2 separate regions of the Mus musculus genome follow, and region 2 is linked to region 1. The links are chromatin contacts, called in public HiChIP or PLAC-seq maps. All regions are on one chromosome and are shown on one strand. Each heading gives the region's core, a stretch centred on a gene start, on an enhancer-like site or on the middle of the called end of the contact. The rest is flanking DNA. Distances are from core to core; before and after follow the strand shown.

Region 1 (3,291 bases), core at 27-2,526:
TCCTCTTTCTCCTGAGCCTCTTGTCCCCACCAGCACCCAGGTGGGATCCCGACACACAACGCTGGTGCATAGAACAGCGGTGTCCGCCACCTTCTGCTGGGTTACATAGTTTTTCTTACCACAGGAGCACGTTAGCACTCTGCTCTCCTTACAAACCAAGAAAGACAGAGAGAAAAACAGACAGGCCAAGAGACAGTGCCAAGAGAGTATTGATCATAGCAGACACAGGATGCTGGCTTGCACTCCTGGTAGGTTAGCTCTGCAGCCATAGTTTGCCGTCAGCTGCAAGTTCTGTGTCCTTCTGAAGGGCACACCGAGTGACACATGGCTACCTGGGATGAAGGACTGGTTGCACACATATCTGGATGAGGCCAGTCCCGGGAACAGTGGCCATAAGGGACTTCACTAACCCAAGTTTCAGGGAAGATCCTGTTAGTTGTGAATGTCTCTACCGTCCACTCTGTCTGAAATGGTTTCTCTAGGATCCCAGCTACAGTGTCCCTGTATAAGCATTCCCATTGTACCCAATGCCCAAGAAAACGATAACCCCAATGCTTCCAATTCACATTACACCCAGATAAAAGCTCCCCCCACCCCCTCTTCTGTAAAGCACGTGGTAAGGAAGGGGGGAGAGAAAGCTCTGCCTGTGTGGGCAAGCTCAGGGCATCCCCTCCCCAAAGCGGTAACCAAGCCGCCAAATTTAGACACAGCTGCCACCGAAGCCCTAGGTTACAGTTTCTAGCTTGGCTCTGGAAACACCAAGAAGGGGGTTACCCTCCCCCACCCCCGTGTCCTCCCAGGGAAGGCTGACACATACAGCAACCATTTCCCTCCAATCGCTGAGCCAGGAGCACCCTTCCACACCCTCGGCAGATCACGGCTGCGTGCCTGCTTTCAGTAGCATGACTAATTAAGACGAAAATAAAAACAAAAACGGGTGCCAGTTCAATATGCCAGGAAGGCCGCGGAGAACGAGAAGGCGGGAATTCGGTCTGGATCTTTCACTTTATTGGCCTGGCGTGTGGCCAAGGACTCTTCATCAAAGAGAAAACTCGAGTCCCTCCGTTTCCCCCTTATGAATGCACATTTAATGTTCAACAAGAAAGTGAGCTTGGGTGAGCAAGGTGGTCAAAGTACCCTCATGAAATGTGCAACAGCCTGCTGTGTACATGAACGTAGCTTAAAAGTTCAAAGTCGGGCAAACACCTAGTCTATTAGGTGTTCTATCAGACAGGAGGAGGTAGCTGAGTCCAGCAGCAAGATCACAGCACGCGGACACCTGACCCTGCCTGCATGCCTTGGTCACAAACTCACCCTAAACAGGATCAAGCTACACACGAGACTCTGGACCGTACTAAGCCTAGGGCACAGACAATTTTCATGTTTTCAAGGGCTGTGTGCCGACTTTGGTGTCCCGAAGCACGGCAGGGAAGACATGACAGGGTTAGGGCCTGTGGACAGAGAGAAGCTGCCTCCACTCTGGCTCTGCAGAGCGAGAGAAGAAAATTCCCACCTCACTGGCCTGGAAGCTTTTAGGGTCTGGACAGAAAGAATGCAAAGCCTGTGTTACAAGAACTACAAACACACACTAAAGGGCCAGGGAGGGAGAAGGCCTACTTTGTGCAGGGACTTGGGTGTGGATTTCATAAATAAAATGGCACTTGTCCAAGACCTTAACAGACTTGCAGAGCGGGTTAAGGAGCACGTCTTTGGAGATGGAGCGCCTCATCAATGAAGCACGTATGCTAACTCACAGTCCTCTCCCAGGAAGCTGGGTGAGTGGGTTAGCAAGCATTACTGAGAACCCAGGGCTGGTGGCAGACACACAGACAGCCTGGACTACAGAGACCTCATCTCAATAAAAGCCACAGAGGGGGGCTGAAGAGAAGGCTTGTGGTTAAGAGCATACATGTCCTGAGTTCAATTCCCAGCAACCACATCATGGCTCACAACCATCTGTGACAGGATTTGATTTCCTCTTCTGGTATGCATGAAGACAGAACACGTGTGTGTGTGTGTGTGTGTGTGTGTGTGTGTGTGTGTGTGTGTGTGTGTGTGTGTGGTTACTGAAAGCACAAAGGTAGCCCCAAAGGTCCAGTGCTGGAGGTGAGAATGAATGGACCCTATGAGGATATGGGCTCAGGTATGTAACATCCTCCCTCCAGCTCTAGAAAATGAAGATAATACCTGACTAGGCCATTCTCCCTTGATGCCACCAGTGTTTCACAGCATCTAAAACAACCTGCTGTAACCCTGAAGGTTTTAACTCCCAGGTAGCAAGCTGGGGTCCCGGCCAGGCTGTTTGCCCCAAAGTACTGCCCGCCCAGTGTTGATGGCAGCAGACCCCACAATGCCAGGCACCCTGCTCTCTACTCCTGCCTGTCACTCTCAGGCCACTTCCCTCAGTGCCTCAGTATGCTCTCCTGCAACTGTTCACACTAGTTTCAAATTCTGAGTTAACCATGCAGGTGTCTGCATGTCTCCATCTCAGAGGGTCCTTCTGTGCAACTGCTATTTTTAGCTAGTTATTTAGTTAGTTAGTTATGTATTTATTAAAGAGGAAGCGTAGGGCTGAAGAGATGACTCAGTTAAGAGCAATTGTTGCGCTTGGGGAAGACCTGGGTTTGGTTCTCAGAACCCACATGGCAGCTCACAACTGTGTGTAACTCCAGTTCTAGGGGATGTGACACTCTCTTCTAACCTCCTCAGACACCAGACACACGTGTGGTGCACACACATACACGGAGGCAAAATACTCATAGACATTAAAATTTTTTTGCCAGGTAGTGGTGGCGCACACCTTTGATCCCAGCACTTGGGAGGCAGAGGCAGGCAGATTTCTGGGTTCGAGGCCAGCCTGGTCTACAGAGTGAGTTCCAGGACAGCCAGGGCTACACAGAGAAACCCTGTCTCGAAAAAACAAAAACAAAAATACAAAAACAAAACAAAACAAAAAAATTTTCTTAAATCTTAAAAAAAAATCTTTACAAGGGGGGAGAACTTGACCAACATGATTATGTGCATGTTTGAAATATAACGAAACCTAGCCTGTACAATTAATACGTTCGTAAAAAACTGAATGGGGCTGGGTTGAAACCGCAACTGAGTGAATGTTTCTGGCTTCTTTTTGTGAAACTACACTTGTCCTCGATCCTCTCTATAATTTTTATTTTTGTTTTGTAGGTTTGTATACGGGGAGGGTGGCATAGTATCAAGTCCCCAGAGCTGGAGTTATATTCAATTGTAAGCCACTCAACATGGCACTGGGCACTGAACTCCCACCTGCCCATC
Region 2 (3,422 bases), core at 55-2,554, 570 kb after region 1:
GGTGGGACAGCTGCTGATGAAGGGGGACTATTTTTTTTTAAGGAGCTGCCTCCTACTGACAAGATGCTAGCCAAGGTTTTCTCCTTGCTCTGTTGCCTGATGAGGGTGACTATTCTCTCAAACACCACGCGCAGTCTTTGCTCCTCAACTGCCTTCCACCTCCTGAGTCCTGGCTCAAGCTTAGCAAGGCAGTGTTTTGGGGTCAGGACACAGCCAGGAGCACACGGCAAGGGTATCTAAGGCAGAGGAGCCCCTAACGCAGAGGTCACATGCAGAGTGAAGGCAGGGCTCAGAGAAGCCAGCAGAGGACGGGGATCAAGGAGTGCTGGGAGGTGAGGGAGGACCGCAGACCTCCAAGACGCTTCAGCCTTGCAGGGGCTTCTGGGCAGAGAGATGCTAAAGCCAGAAGCAGGGCCCGGAGAAGGTCAGAAAGGAAACAGTCTGCGGAGGCACCGCCCAGGGAGACAGGTGGCAATGAATGTGTAGGACATGCCAGGAAGAAAACCAACACACAGGCCTGGGCTCCAGCCCCGAAAGCCACGGATGCGGGGGACAGATGTGTAAGACAGCACAGTATCTGCATAGGACCACCGTACACCCTTCTGTAAGTTCAAAACTATGTCTGAGTTAAAATACTCAACCCAGCAAAGGTGCTGTGTAAACAGGTGCCACATCGGTTTGGGAAACAATGACCCAAGTCTGCCCACGCTTAATACAGACACAATTTTCCCTAATATTATATGCAAAATTGTTTGAGTTCACTTATGTGGAAACCATGGATACTAAGAGTTGACTATCATTTTTTTTATTTTGTTGTTGTTGTTGTTTTTAAGTTTCAAAATCACACTTAAATTGTCCTTTGAAAGCCAAATATGTCTCACTTGAGTCCAAGGACTTCCAAAAAGAAAAGCTCTTCCCAAAATGGGGTGTTCCCTTCCTCTTATGGCTTCATATGCCCCTAGGACAGGGCTGTGCACCCCACTCTAAGAAACACGAGCCCTATCGGCCTTTAAAGAAAAGACTTGAGTTGCTGAATGTCACACGGGTGAGAGTCTCTTCTAGCCAAGCACAGCTACCATTAAAGAGCAGAGCTTGGGGAGAGGAAGGTGGGGGGTGGGGGGTGGGGGTGACCTGAGGTCAGCAGAAGCAGGACAAGGAAAAAGGAGAGCCCAGTGTCAGTAAATATTCACTGGCCTTGCCTGTCCCCAGCTCTCCTCAGCCTCTAGGGACACAGAGATAAGGCTGGTGTGACTCAGGCCACCAAGGAACTCACTTTCATGGAGATAAACACAGAAGCTGGCAGCCACAGGACAGCCTGGCAAGCAGAGGAAGCCAGAGGGCTGGAGGCAGGGTGGGTGAGGCCGGATGACCTTGGGCAGGACTTCTGGAACCTTCCTGGGACTCTTCTTATGTAGCTTAAGGAATGCACAGCTACCCCCGGGGGTCACAGTGAGGAGGCACGGAGGTAAAGCAGGGCCAGCACTGCCCACTCTGCTCCCCACCCCCACCCCAAGGGTTAGTGCTGGGGACAGATTGCAAGTGAAGATAACCTCATCTTCCAGCTGGTGTCAGCTGCCACCTAATATCAGAAGGGATTATTTGAAATTTCCCAGGCAGGCTGAGCTATGGGCTTTCCAGTCCCGTGAAAGTGGGGAAGAAAGTCAACTTGGCTTCACAGAGGAGGTGACATTGGAGACCAAGTCTCAAAGGAGGATTTATGAAACAAGAAAGAAAGAAACGCTAGGTGAGGGGCTCGTGTGCAAAGGCATATGGGGAAAGCAGTGTTTCTGTTTCACTAAGCCTAGGGCACTTGGAAGAAGCGAGTCAGAGCAGCAGAACAAAATCAATCAGGCTAAGAGAGCTCGGCAAACCAGACCAGTGAGGCTGGAGCTCATCCTAGGGAGAGTGGGAAGCCATAGAAGACCTTCAGCAGCTATGCTTGCTTTCCTGAGAAAGTCACATCTGTAAAGGGAAAGGTTTGTTCTGGCTCAGGTTCAGGGCTTTCAAATCCATGGCTGGTTGGTCACATTGCTTGGGGCTGTGATGAGGTTGTGCACAGTGGTGGCTATATTGCAAACCAGAAAACAATGAGAGGAGCAAGCTGAGGCCCTATCTATAGTCCCCTCAGGAATACACATGATGACCTAAGGCCTCCAAGGTCCTGCTTCTCAAAGTTCCCCTGTCGTCCTCCTTGAGCCATCACCCTGGAAACCAGACCTTAACACGTGAGGCTTTGGGGGAACATCCGAGATCCGACCTTCCAAGCTAGAAAGTAGCATAGCTGATACTCGACTTGAGATCCCTTGGCCAGCCACTGGGAAGACAAGGGTGATGGGAAGACCACAAGTGGTAGCAGCGGTGGGAGGGGATGGCTTTGGTCATAGAAACAGAGGGAACAGACAGATGTGGGAACAGTCTTGGGGAGTGCAGAAGACAATGATCAAGTTTTGACTTGGTCACACAAGCTGTGTGGTGGTGCTTCACCTCCTGGGAAAAGATTACCTGCAGGACCCCAGGTCAGGTGTCTAAATCGCTATGGGATGCAATGGGAATCTGGATCTTCAGGGTGCGATGAGCTGGAAGATACAGGAGGGTCATGGGAGAAAGTACTGCCAACCACGCATCAACCACAGTAAAGGGCAGTAGAGGAGCCATCTTGACTCTCCAGGCCCCATCTCCCCCACTGAAGTCGACAGGCAGCTTGACACATTTTTTTTTTCTTATTTTCTTTTTATCCCTGAAAAGATTCTCCAAATATTTATCAGGCACTATTTTTGTGCTGGGGCCATTGGAGAAGTTACTCCCAACCAGCTGCCAGTTCTTAAGTCATCCCAGACAGAGACATGTGTCAACCCATTTCAACAGTGAGGACTGTATCCATTTCAAAGTTCTTCAAAGGCATGTAAGCAATGACGCTAAGACTGGAACTTAGTCTTCTGGATCGGTAACACTGACAACCCTTCAAATTGGCAGGGCCAATGACCCCCAGGGTGGAGGGTTAGAGGCCTCCATGGATGGTCCTCACCCCAGATACAGGAAGTCCCATCCAGCGCCTCTCATACCTAGACACATGCACCACAGAGAGGATGTGCCTTGTCCTGCCTCCTTCATAAATCTTTACTCTATCTGGTCACTGTAAGGAATACTTCTCAGAATACACCTTACCTTCTAGAGTTTTATAACCGCAAAGGTGGCAAGGCCCAAGGGCAGAGTCCTTTTCTTCTTAAGTCCCTTCTCCCTATTGGCCCATGTCTCCATTTGATCACCTCCACCTGTGGCCCTGGACCTAAGCCAGGGTCCAAACCTAGGTCTGCAGCGACTGACACTCAGTAGCTTGCGCTGTGTCCCTGCGATCTCCCTCCCACCCTTTTCTATCCTGAAAATCTGGGCCCTGTGTTCTTGTCCATGGGATGGCAGTTAAG

What was found. HiChIP or PLAC-seq counts read pairs in DNA pulled down with a chosen protein or histone mark.
Region 2: a contact with region 1 is called in a FOXA1 HiChIP or PLAC-seq map of pancreatic cancer cells. The contact joins two enhancer-like sites. A contact is called at or near these places in 2 of 115 datasets of contacts at active chromatin or transcription factors (embryonic forebrain and pancreatic cancer cells).

The regions. Positions count from the first base shown.
Region 1 is chr6:114,930,650-114,933,940 of GRCm38.p6, forward strand. It overlaps a transcript of Vgll4 not described here. Among named protein-coding and RNA genes, the nearest start is that of Vgll4, 10 kb to the left of the region's middle. Within about 2 kb of position 1,277, at least 123 of the 459 cell types and tissues checked have an H3K27ac peak or open chromatin away from gene starts, as enhancers often do. A contact at or near this core is called in pancreatic cancer cells, where this site is marked.
Region 2 is chr6:115,499,972-115,503,393 of GRCm38.p6, forward strand. No RefSeq gene overlaps it. Among named protein-coding and RNA genes, the nearest start is that of Gm36301, 18 kb to the right of the region's middle. Within about 2 kb of position 1,305, at least 43 of the 459 cell types and tissues checked have an H3K27ac peak or open chromatin away from gene starts, as enhancers often do. A contact at or near this core is called in pancreatic cancer cells, where this site is marked.